2 separate regions of the Zea mays genome follow, and region 2 is linked to region 1. A link is a contact called in public Hi-C data. All regions are on one chromosome and are shown on one strand. The core of a region is the stretch at or near the end of the contact, and the rest is flanking DNA. Distances in the headings are between cores, read along the strand shown.

Region 1 (5,223 bases), core at 2,180-4,679:
GCACTTCATCAGCAAAGCGGACATTCCGCACTTCATCAGCAAAGCTGGAATCAAAAGCATCTAGTGCCTTCCATGCATCTGTATCAGCTGGGTGCACCATGACATTTGGATTCTCACGTACCCCTTCTTTGTGCCACCTCATGTGTCTGGCTGTATTCTTGGAGATGAACAAACGTTTCAACCGAGGTATGAGAGGCATGTAACGAAGCTGCTTACGTGCAATCTTCGTAGTCACGGTCAAACCATCGTCGTTTTCAACCTCAACGAATCTACGCTCACCACATACAATACACTTCTTCTCACCTGCGGTCTCCTTCCAGAAAAGCATACAATTATTTTCACAGACATCGATTTTTTCGTAGTCCATACCGAGGCCAGATAACAGCTTTTTAGACTGATACATGTCCTTCGGCATCTTGTGATTCTCTGGAAGTACATCACTGATCAAGTTCAAAAGTTCCTTGTAACAGTTGTTTGAGAATGCAAACTTAGACTTAATAGCCATAAGTCGAGTCACAAATACAAGGACGGTCACTTTTGTGTGCTCATGCAACGGCTCTTCGGCAGCTTTAAGGAGCTCGAAGAACTTCTGAACCTCAGGTGTAGCTGGATCCTCAAACTCGGTGGGTTGACCGGGGTTCTCCGAATCGACGGTTAGAAACTCATGGCGTACATCGTCAAGCATCTCTTCCATCATATCGTAGTCCTCCTCTTCATGTGACTGAACTTCCGATACAATACGAGGAGGTGGGTCCTCACCGTGGTGCACCCACACCTCATAGCCTGGCATATAACCGTTCTTGCAAATATGTATCGACATAGTCCTCCTGTCAAGGAAATTAATGTTCCGACACTTGCTACAAGGGCACCTAACATCGGTTCCAGTCTCTGACCGAGCAAAAGCATGGTCGAGAAAAGCATCAGTCTTGGCCACCCACTCACTTGATAGAGCACCTCTTTTCTTCCAACCTTCATACATCCATCGACGATTCTCCTCCATACTAGCTACGAGACGTTAACTTAATTAGATAAGTAATGCACGGGCCATCCGTTTTTACGAAGAAATCACGCCCCTACATCTGTAGGAAAGGATAGGTCCTAAACCCACCCAGGAGTGACCGACGAGGCCGTGTTTATGACAAGACATGTGGTCGTGCGAAATTTCGGCAGCATAACCCCGCTGTTCTCCAATCGCACGCCTAAAAATGGTGCAATTGGAGAACACAGGGGTTATGCTGCCGAAACTAAGCAGGAGCACATGCCTTTGTCATAAACACGGACTCTGTCGGTCACCCCGAGGCTGTCCAATAAAGGGACAATTCCGGCCCAACATACCTCACATGCGTCACATGTAAGGTGTGTTGGGCCGAAACGGGTGACGTCTAGGTTTCGTTAACTTAATTAGTTATGATTACTAATTAATCACACTAATACAATAGCCACTAATTAACCAAACTAATACAATAGCATTACAAAAAAACATTTCACGGGACCCTAAATCAAATAAAACAACCTTATTTCCGAGGGCTTAATAATTACCCTCGGAAATTAAGAGTTTAAATTATATAGACACCACTACATAACATTATTACGGGTGACAAATCATATAAACTGACCTTAATTCCGAGGGCATAATAATTACCGTCGGAAATTAAAAATTACAACTATCTAAACACCACTAATTAAATTTAGGACCTCGGATATAATAAAATAAACTACAAAACAATATTAATATAATATTAATAATAGATTAATACTAAATACCTTACGGCGGGCGGGCGGGGCGGGCGTCGACGGCGGGCTCGGCGTGGCGGTCGACGGCGGGCGGCCGCGGCGGGGCGGCGGATGGCGGGGCGGCGGGTGTCGGGGCGGCGGGCCTCGACGGCCGCGGCGGGGCGGCGGATGGCGGGGCGGCGTGTGTCGGGGCGGCGGGCCTCGACGGCGGCGGCGGCGAGCGTCTCCGGCGGCGGCGGCGAGCGTCTCCGGCGGCGGCGGCGAGCGTCTCCGGCGGCGGCGGCGAGCGGGCAGAGAGAGAAAGCGAGGAGCGCGCGCGCGTGAAAATGAACCGCGCCGGACCGGTACCGCGTGTTAAAAAAACTTATGTCCGACGGCCTCGTAACTAGCCGTCGGACATAAGGTTATCTCCGACGGCTTTGTCAGTAGCCGTCGGACATAACGTCTTATTTCCGAGAGCCCCTGTTGGCCGTCGGACATAAGGTAATATCCGACGGCCTCGTAGGAAGCCGTCGGCGATAGAGGGACCGTCGGAACTTTCTTCGTTTACTGTAGTGTCGTCAAACTTGACTCCACCACCGGCGTCCGCCTCGTCCTCGTTCACGTCCAACAGCACGTCGACAAAATCCCGATGGTCGTCGCCGTCACACTGGCCGCCACGGCGCCTCTGACGACGGTGGTCCGTGATGACCCGCTCCAGGAAGGCGTCCAACTCCGCGGACGTGCGCGTGGCCTTGGCGTCCAGGCCCATGAGCGCGTCGACCCACGCCAGCCAGGGCACGAACTCCCCCACGGTGACGGTCCCCAGGAGCTCCTCGAAGTCGGCGAACAGCTTCGCGAGCTTCTCGCCGCCGTCGGGCCCGTCGTAGTACCTCCCTCCTTTGTCGCCGTACGTGGCGCGGGAGATGATGCCGTTGGTGTAGGAGATGATGTGGGCGGTGAGGTTGACGACGGCGCCGTCGCGTCCACCGGCGGCGGCGCGGACGCGGGCGAGCATCGCGGCGACCTCCTGCTCCCGGGCGTGGCGGAAGGAGCTGACGCGGCGCTGGCTGAGAAGGTGGAGCACGCAGACGCGTCGGCTCTGACGCCAGTGCTCGCCGTAGGGGACGAAGGCCACGTCGCGGCCGTACACGAGGCGCTCGGCCATGCGCATCCTGGGGCGGCTCGCGAACGCCAGGTCGCGGGTCTTCATCACCTCCTGCGCCGCGGCCGCCGACGAGGCCACCACCGTCGGCACGCGGCCGAAGCGGAGGAGCATCACGGGGCCGTGCGCCTGCGCCATCGCCCACAGCTTCCGGTGCGGCAGGGGGCCCAGAAGAGGCAGGTGTCCCAGGATAGGAAGGCCCCGAGGCGACGGCGGAAGCGGCCGGCCATCGCCGACGCCGCTGGGCGGAGAAGGCTGTTTCTTCCTCCAAGTGGAGAGGAAGAAGAGCAGGGAAAGGAGGGTAACGAGCAGCAGTGCAAGGAACGGTGACACGTCCATGGTTTTCACCGACACTGCACGTATAGGTGGATGGTCCAATAATGAGACGGAAGGAAGATAATAATAGGCACGCAGTGATCTCACGATAAGCATAGGTTGCCCCCCTACTACTCCTGTTTGATGGCGACGGGGGCAGAGGTGGAGAGCAGACGATCCCGCTGGATAACTATTTCTAGACGACAGAGATTGAAAAAAACGAACACGATCCTAACCGTTTCAGAGAAGAGGGAATTGAAAAAAAAAATCCAAGAATACAGATATTTTCGAAGGAAGTCCAAGCAAGCTAGAGGCTACAAAGCAGCACCATGACCCCATGCCAATATGCCATGTACGGTCAAGACGGGTAATGTGGAGAAACCAGACTAAAAGAACAATACCAAACCAACCAACAATTGAACACTATGAAAATGGGCACTACGTTCTGTTCATGTACAAATACAGTACATATATGCAATCCATCAACAATCAAAAGCGTTACAACACTAGCATCTAGCGCAGATACGATACAACACCGAAACGGCAGTTACAAATGAGTTCTCTGCATCTACACGGGAGTCGACAATAAGCACCCGCATGCAGACTTCCAAACTATCCAGTGTCCACAAATAGCAGTTTTGCAAACTAAATACATATATGAAATGATGACACAGGCCACCCAAACAACAAGCCCTAGAGAATCAGACCAACCAACCGAGCAATTCGCAGTGCTCCATATCTTCTAGCATTCACAACCTGACGAACGCTGTTGCCTTCCAGCGCCCCCAACATCAATCGTATCAGGAAGATACCTGCAAAAGTTGGTAAAACATAGATCAAGTTACACCACAAGGCTGCCTGCATGTATGATACATATATGTGAGCTATATACTATTCAAACTTACATATCTTCTTCTGGCTCATTTTTTACAGCATTCCTCGCTATACACTCAAATGCAGCCTCTACATTGAAGCCCTCTTTAGCCGACGTCTCAAAGTAGGGGATGTTTCCCTTTGAAGCACACCATGCTTTAGCCTTCTTCTCAGAAACCTGAAAAGTGAAGAACAAAGAAATTTCACAAAAGTAGAGAATAAATCCAGTGGATAACAACTCGTGACGAGAAATACTCACAGTCCGGCTGTTACCACCATCAACATCGATCTTGTTACCAAGCACAACAAATGGGAAATTCTCTGGGTCTGATGGGCTGGCCTGCATAATGAACAGTGAGTCCTTTTTTTTCAAACACAATGGACATACAGATATAGATCGCGAATAAGCAGGTTAATTACTTGAATTAGGAATTCCTCACGCCAGTTGTTGAGCTTTTCAAATGACTTGGATACGTTGACATCATATACAAGAACACAGCAGTCAGCTCCCCTATAAAATGCCACACCAAGACTTTGAAACCGCTCCTGTCCTGCCGTATCCCATATCTAAGCTTCAGTAAAACAATGAAGTTGTAAGCTAAAATGATAATGGCTCCAAAAAATAGCAGGAGGTTGCAAATTCCATCACCTAATAAACAGATTACAAATATTAAGTCTGACTCAAAAGAAAAAGGAAAAGGTAGCATCAGTTTCATATCATAAACAGTAATTGCATAAGAAAACATTGCTACCTATGACTTAATTAGCATCCTTGACATAATAGCTATCAAGTCAATCGTTATTAACACAAGCAGGTATGTGCTCAGTTGAACCAAAACTCCTATTTATTCATATACACCACATGGGAAAAAACTATGCCTTTTTTAATGGTACAGATAATCAAGCGAAAAGATTAATGAAACATATCCCGATTTGAATAAAGGCATTGATAGTTGATAAATACCAAAGCAAAATTATGGACATAACGGCCCCTGTCCTTTTTAAAAGAACATGGTAAAGATATAGCAGCTCTCCACAGCATCATCATTATGAGCCAGACAAATCATCAGGAAATCCATGAAATTTGGGTACTGCCAAAATGGAAGTGATGAAAGGAAAACAGGTTTTTAAGGAATTGGGCGGCGTAATGATTTTAA
Region 2 (5,853 bases), core at 2,131-4,630, 480 kb before region 1:
TTGAGTAAATCCCAAATCTCCTTTGCGTTCTTCAACCCTTGAACTTTGTTATACTCCTCTTTACTCAAAGAGGCTAGGAGTATTGTTGTTGCTTGAGAGTTGAAGTGCTCGATTTGGGCCACCTCATCCTCATCATAGTTCTCATCCCCTACGGATGGTACCTGCGCACCAAACTCAACAACATCCCATATGCTTTTGTGGAGCGAGGTTAGATGAAATCGCATTAAATCGCTCCACCTAGCGTAATCTTCACCATCAAAAGTTGGTGGTTTGCCTAATGGGACGGAAAGTAAAGGTGTATGTTTGGAAATGCGAGGACAGCGTAGGGGGATCTTACTATACTTCTTGCGCTCTTGGCGCTTAGAAGTGACGGAGGGCGCATCGGAGTCGGAGGTAGAAGTTGATGAAGTGTCGGTCTCGTAGTAGACCACCTTCCTCATCCTCTTATGCTTGTCGCCTTTCCGATGCGGCTTGTGGGAAGAAGATTTTTCCTTCTTCTCTTGGTGGTGAGAAGAGGAAGCCTTTTTCTCCTTCCGTTTGGAGGAGTCCTTCTTCTTTTCCTTCCTCTTGGTGCGGGACTCTTCCGATGAAGTGCTCCCATGGCTTGTAGTGGGCTTTTCGCCGGTCTCCATCTCCTTCTTGGCGTGATCTCCCGACATCACTTCGAGCGGTTAGGCTCTAATGAAGCACCGGGCTTTGATACCAATTGATAGTCGCCTAGAGGGGGGGTGAATAGGGTGAAACTGAAATTTACAAATATAAACACAACTACAAGTCGGGTTAGCGTTAGAAATATAAACGAGTCCGAGAGAGAGGGCGCAAAACAAATCCCAAGCGAATAATCAAGTGAGACACGGAGATTTGTTTTACCGAGGTTCGGTTCTTGCAAACCTACTCCCCGTTGAGGAGGCCACAAAGGTCGGGTCTCTTTCAACCCTTCCCTCTCTCAAACGGTCCCTCGGACCGAGTGAGCTTCTCTTCTCAAATCAAAGCCGGGAACAAAACTTCCCTGCAAGGGCCACCACACAATTGGTGCCTCTTGCCTTGATTACAATGGAGTTGTGATCTCAAGAACAAGTGAGAAAGAAAAGAAGCAATCCAAGCGCAAGAGCTCAAATGAACACGGCAAATCACTCTCACTAGTCACTAGGGCTTTGTGTGGAATTGGAGAGGATTTGATCTCTTTAGTGTGTCTAGAATTGAATGCTAGAGCTCTTGTAGTAGTTGAGAAGTGGAAAACTTGGATGCAATGAATGGTGGGGTGGTTGGGGTATTTATAGCCCCAACCACCAAAAGTGGCCGTTGGGAGGCTGTCTGTTCGATGGCGCACCGGACAGTCCGGTGCACACCGGACAGTCCGGTGCCCCCTGCCACGTCATCACTGCCGTTGGATTCTGACCGTTGGAGCTTCTGACTTGTGGGCCCGCCGGGGTGTCCGGTGCACACCGGACAGATACTGTTTGATGTCCGGTGTGCCAGCATGGGCGATTCTGACTTCTGCGCGCGCAGAGGGCGCATTAAATGCGCGGCAGAGAGCCGTTGGCGCGGAGATGACCGTTGCTTCGGAGGCGCACCGGACAGTCCGGTGCACACCGGACAGTCCGGTGAATTTTAGCGGGCTAGCCGTTGGTGTTTCCCGAAGCTGGCGAGTTCCTGAGGCCGACCTCCCTTGGTGCACCGGACACTGTCCGGTGTACACCGGACAGTCCGGTGAATTATAGCCGAGTCGCCCTGGAAATTCCCGAAGGTAGCGAGTTTGAGTCTGAGTCCCCTGGTGCACCGGACAGGTACTGTTCACTGTCCGGTGGCACACCGGACAGTCCGGTGCGCCAGACCAGGGGTGCCTTCGGTTGCCCCTTTGCTCCTTTGTTGAATCCAAAACTTGGTCTTTTTATTGGCTGAGTGTGAACCTTTTACACCTGTATAATCTATACACTTGGGCAAACTAGTTAGTCCAAAGATTTGTGTTGGGCAATTCAACCACCAAAATTATTTAGGAACTAGGTGTAAGCCTAATTCCCTTTCACTACTCTCTCTCGTATATCATCATTCCGGACTCGATCTCTCCTTGTGTGGCCACATATCCAGCGCAACATACGCATATCTGCCACACTTAGTTGTTTGACATGTCGTCTTTTAGTGGGCCAACATTCTGCTCCATACAACATAGCCGACCGAATTGTTGTCCTGTAGAATTTGCCTTTTAGTTTGTGTGGTACCCGGGGGTCGCATAAGACACCCGCAGCTTGCCGCCACTTCAACCATTCAGCTTTAATTCTATGACTGACATCCTCATCGATGTCTCCTTCCTTCTGAAGCATTGATCCTAAGTAACGAAAAGTGTCTTTCTTGGGTACCACTTGCCCATCAAGACTAACATCGCCATCCTCATACCCTATGGCACTGAAATCACACTTCATATACTCTGTTTTAGACCTACTAAGCCTAAAACATTTTGCTTCCAGCGTCTGCCTCTACAATGCCAATTTTTGCGAAAACACCACTCCTACTCTCCTCAATAAGTACCACATCATCGGCAAAAAGCATACACCACAGTATATCTCTTTGTATGTCCCTTGTGACCTCATCTATCATCAAAGCGAAAAGATAAGGGCTCAAAGCCGACACTTGATGTAGTCCTATGTTAATTGGAAAGTCATCGGTGTCTTCATCACTTGTTCGGACACTTGTCACAACATTAATGTACATATCTTTAATAAGATTAATGTACTTTGTTGATACTTTGTGTTTTTCTAAGGCCCACCACATTACACCAAAATACATAAAAACAACCAATTATAAAATGTTTTTATGATAATTTTATTTAAAACATAAATATCCTTACCGTTTTTTATAAATCCATCTTGTATTTGACTAATATAGCACAAAATTTCTAAACTTTTTCTAAACAAATCACACCCTCTTAAGATAACGAACATAACCATGTCAACAACATGTAAAACACCGGAATGGAGGTGAAACCTTCATTAAATGCTAGTTTGGAAATTTAAATCTCATCCGCAATTTTCGGTGATTGAGTGAGAAAATGATCTAATTTTCCACTCAATTTCCGAGAGTCTGAAAGGAGATTTATGTTTCCAAACTAGTTCTAAATTTGTCTAAATTCTAGAGAAAATGCCCTATCATCGCTGGGGCTTCCGTGATTCAAATCTTGCTTCACAACAGATATTCCATTAGTATATATGAATATGACTGTTTTTACATGTATACAATGCATAGGTATAAATATTTTGTCCAAAAAATGTCACCAACTAATCACAGGCTGACCTAGTGAAACTTTGAATATTCCCTTCATCTGGTTGGACTTTGGACTGGCTTCATGTACTTAAAATCCACCTAACCCTAACTCGTATGAGCAATAATAAAAATAAAAATAAATAAAAAGTGAGAGAGGGAGGAAGGCGCACACTTCCTCCTTCCTTCTTTCCCTCTTCGTCTTCGCTTGGCCGGTGGGTGGTGCGGTGGGGATGCGGCGGCTATGGCGGTGGTACCAGCAGTGCCTGGCCGCGCACCCGGTGCGCACGCAGGTCGTCAGCTCCGGCATCCTCTGGGGCCTCGGCGACATCGGCGCCCAGACCGTCACCTACTACTCCGCTAGCCCCGACCGTCGCGGCCACGACAGCAGCCCTCCCGACCCCGAGGTAGCGTCGCAGCAGCAGCCCCAACCGGCTTTTACCGTTCCCTCCGTGGTCCGTGCTCGTGATCCGTGTATTCATCCGCCGGTTCCTGGACCTGGTAGCCCCGGGTTTTTGCTCTCTCTTCCTATTCTTGCCCCGGACCTGGTGGCTCCTTGAACTTTTCCGTGCTGTTGCGACCTAGCATATAACCTGCGCTGATGACTAGGGGATGTGACGTTTTATCAGTTCGAATGAGCTGTGGATTTGATCGGTAACCTCAAGCAGTGTCAAGCCATCAACTCTGAATGTGGATAATGCTTGGATTTGTGCCTTGTTTCTTGGGCTTGTGTGTGGTTACCACCCAAGAAACTAGAAAATTTGGTGGGGGGCACCTTGATATGATAACGATTCTTCGTTTCTACTGCTACAGTCTTGTCAAATCTATCAAGTCTTGTGGATATCTATAGACTTCTGTGGTGCTGCTAGTGTCAGCTTTTAAGAACTATTGTCCTCTCGTGGCAATATATTAGACGTCAGATATGAGGAGGTTTGATGCTAACGACGGGATAGGACTATAGGAGGTCTGAATGACCGATGATGTCTGGTGCCGCTCCATTTGGGGTAGTATTAGAGACTTTGTGTTGCGACTTAGAGGAGTAAATGGGCAATGCAATGAGATGTTGAAGCACCCCGCCCCTTTTTTCAAAAAAATGGAGGTTTGCTTGGTAAATGGCTTATTCTGCAAATCGGGGGTGAATGTTCTGTCCAAGTGTCCATGTATATTGTCGACCTTTTGCTTGCTGTGACCTTCAGGATGGTTATTGTTTGCTGTCCATTTCAATCACTATGACAAAATAAAGATGGGGTGGGGTTTCCTTGTATTATGTTAATATGCACTAATGGAGTTACACTTTTCATTTCTTTCTTTGTCAGTAATGGCTAGTCATTTGTCTCGTTGTCTTTGCTTCAGATGCGCTTGTTTGTTCTTTCAACTCTGAGCATGGCCAGAATCGGGAGCTTGATTTGATTATCATTAATATGTAATTTACATAACATGCTTGGCTTCTTTGTAAGAAGCAAACCAGCCTTTGAAATACTTGTAGCTAGAGTTCATTTGTTAGGTTTTATCTATAAATAAAGTCAGTGCAGTGCAACTGAAAGGCTGATTATGTTTGCTATGTATTGGCCAGTTAGTTGAAACAAGAAACAAGATATTTATTGCTGTTCATGGTGTATTTGTTCAGATACGAGATTGGAAATTCAAGGAATCCTGACTGGCATTTCGTTTGGTCTTGGGGACCCAATATAAACTATCTGTGCCTCCATGGGCAGTCTATCTATTATTCTTTGTTTGGCTGTCTACTCCTAATTTTGTCATTCTTCAACTTCATTGTTACCCCATTCAACAATACTCTTCTGCCTTTTACAGGATAAAGATAATAAAGACAATAAAGAGTTTAAAGTTGATTGGAAGAGGGTGGGCATCACAAGCTCCTTCGGATTTGCTTTTGTTGGTCCAGTTGGGCATTACTGGTTAGTTCCCTGTTTTTTATCACATGTCGTTATGTCTACCTGTTTACATGTATATTTTCTGTATGATCATAGGTTAATCTCTTACTGTATAACAATAAAAAAACTCGTAAGTCGTAACCATAATCTTATGCTCCCAGTCTCAGTCACCACACGTCACAGATGAAAAGCAAATACAGAATAACAAACACAGCAACACACTCTGATAAAATAACAAAAACATAGGATAATATAGAAGATAAAAGGGCAAAGTGAGGATGTAATCCCAAATTCCCAATTCTGCACTGCTGTTCTCCATTTTAGGTATCTACGTGTTAGTATGAGTGACAGTTCATGGTGTCATATTATCTTTTTTGATCGTAATGGTGTCATATTATCAATAAGCACTTGGCGACTGCTTGAAAATTGATATATCTAACAACACATGATTTGCTTGAATATACTGGGTTATCTTTCAATAGAGTAAATCACGATATAATATTACCAACAGCATGCATGACAACATGAGTGCACAAGTGGTTCACGGAATTTTGCCCCGCTACCTAGTTATGTGGTCAGGCAGTTGACTGTCCACAATGGGCAAACATCAACTTATAATCAAGAGTAGAAGTTTTTTGGCATGTACTTCACAGTTCACAGTTGTACATCCTTATTTGTCATTTTTGTGCTCAGTAGTCCACTTCAA

The links. Hi-C and Micro-C count contacts between places; a contact is called where the count stands out from the background.
Region 2: a Hi-C map of ear shows a contact between it and region 1, with 3 times the contacts expected there. The contact joins the promoter of LOC100285507 here to the promoter of LOC103636843 in region 1. A contact is called at or near these places in 3 of 25 Hi-C or Micro-C datasets (ear, leaf and leaf mesophyll).

What each region holds. Positions count from the first base shown.
Region 1 is chr8:28,417,350-28,422,572 of Zm-B73-REFERENCE-NAM-5.0, reverse strand. LOC103636843 (cytochrome P450 71A1) reads right to left here and starts at 3,429. Exons shown (of 3, transcript XM_020542861.3): 1 at 2,285-3,429. The coding sequence starts at 3,310. LOC100283666 reads right to left here. Exons shown (of 7, transcript NM_001156567.3): 4 at 4,487-4,633; 5 at 4,326-4,406; 6 at 4,099-4,244; 7 at 3,583-4,005. The coding sequence ends at 3,936.
Region 2 is chr8:28,901,077-28,906,929 of Zm-B73-REFERENCE-NAM-5.0, reverse strand. LOC100285507 (mpv17 protein) reads left to right here and starts at 3,380. Exons shown (of 3, transcript NM_001158399.1): 1 at 3,380-3,662; 2 at 5,068-5,171. The coding sequence starts at 3,489.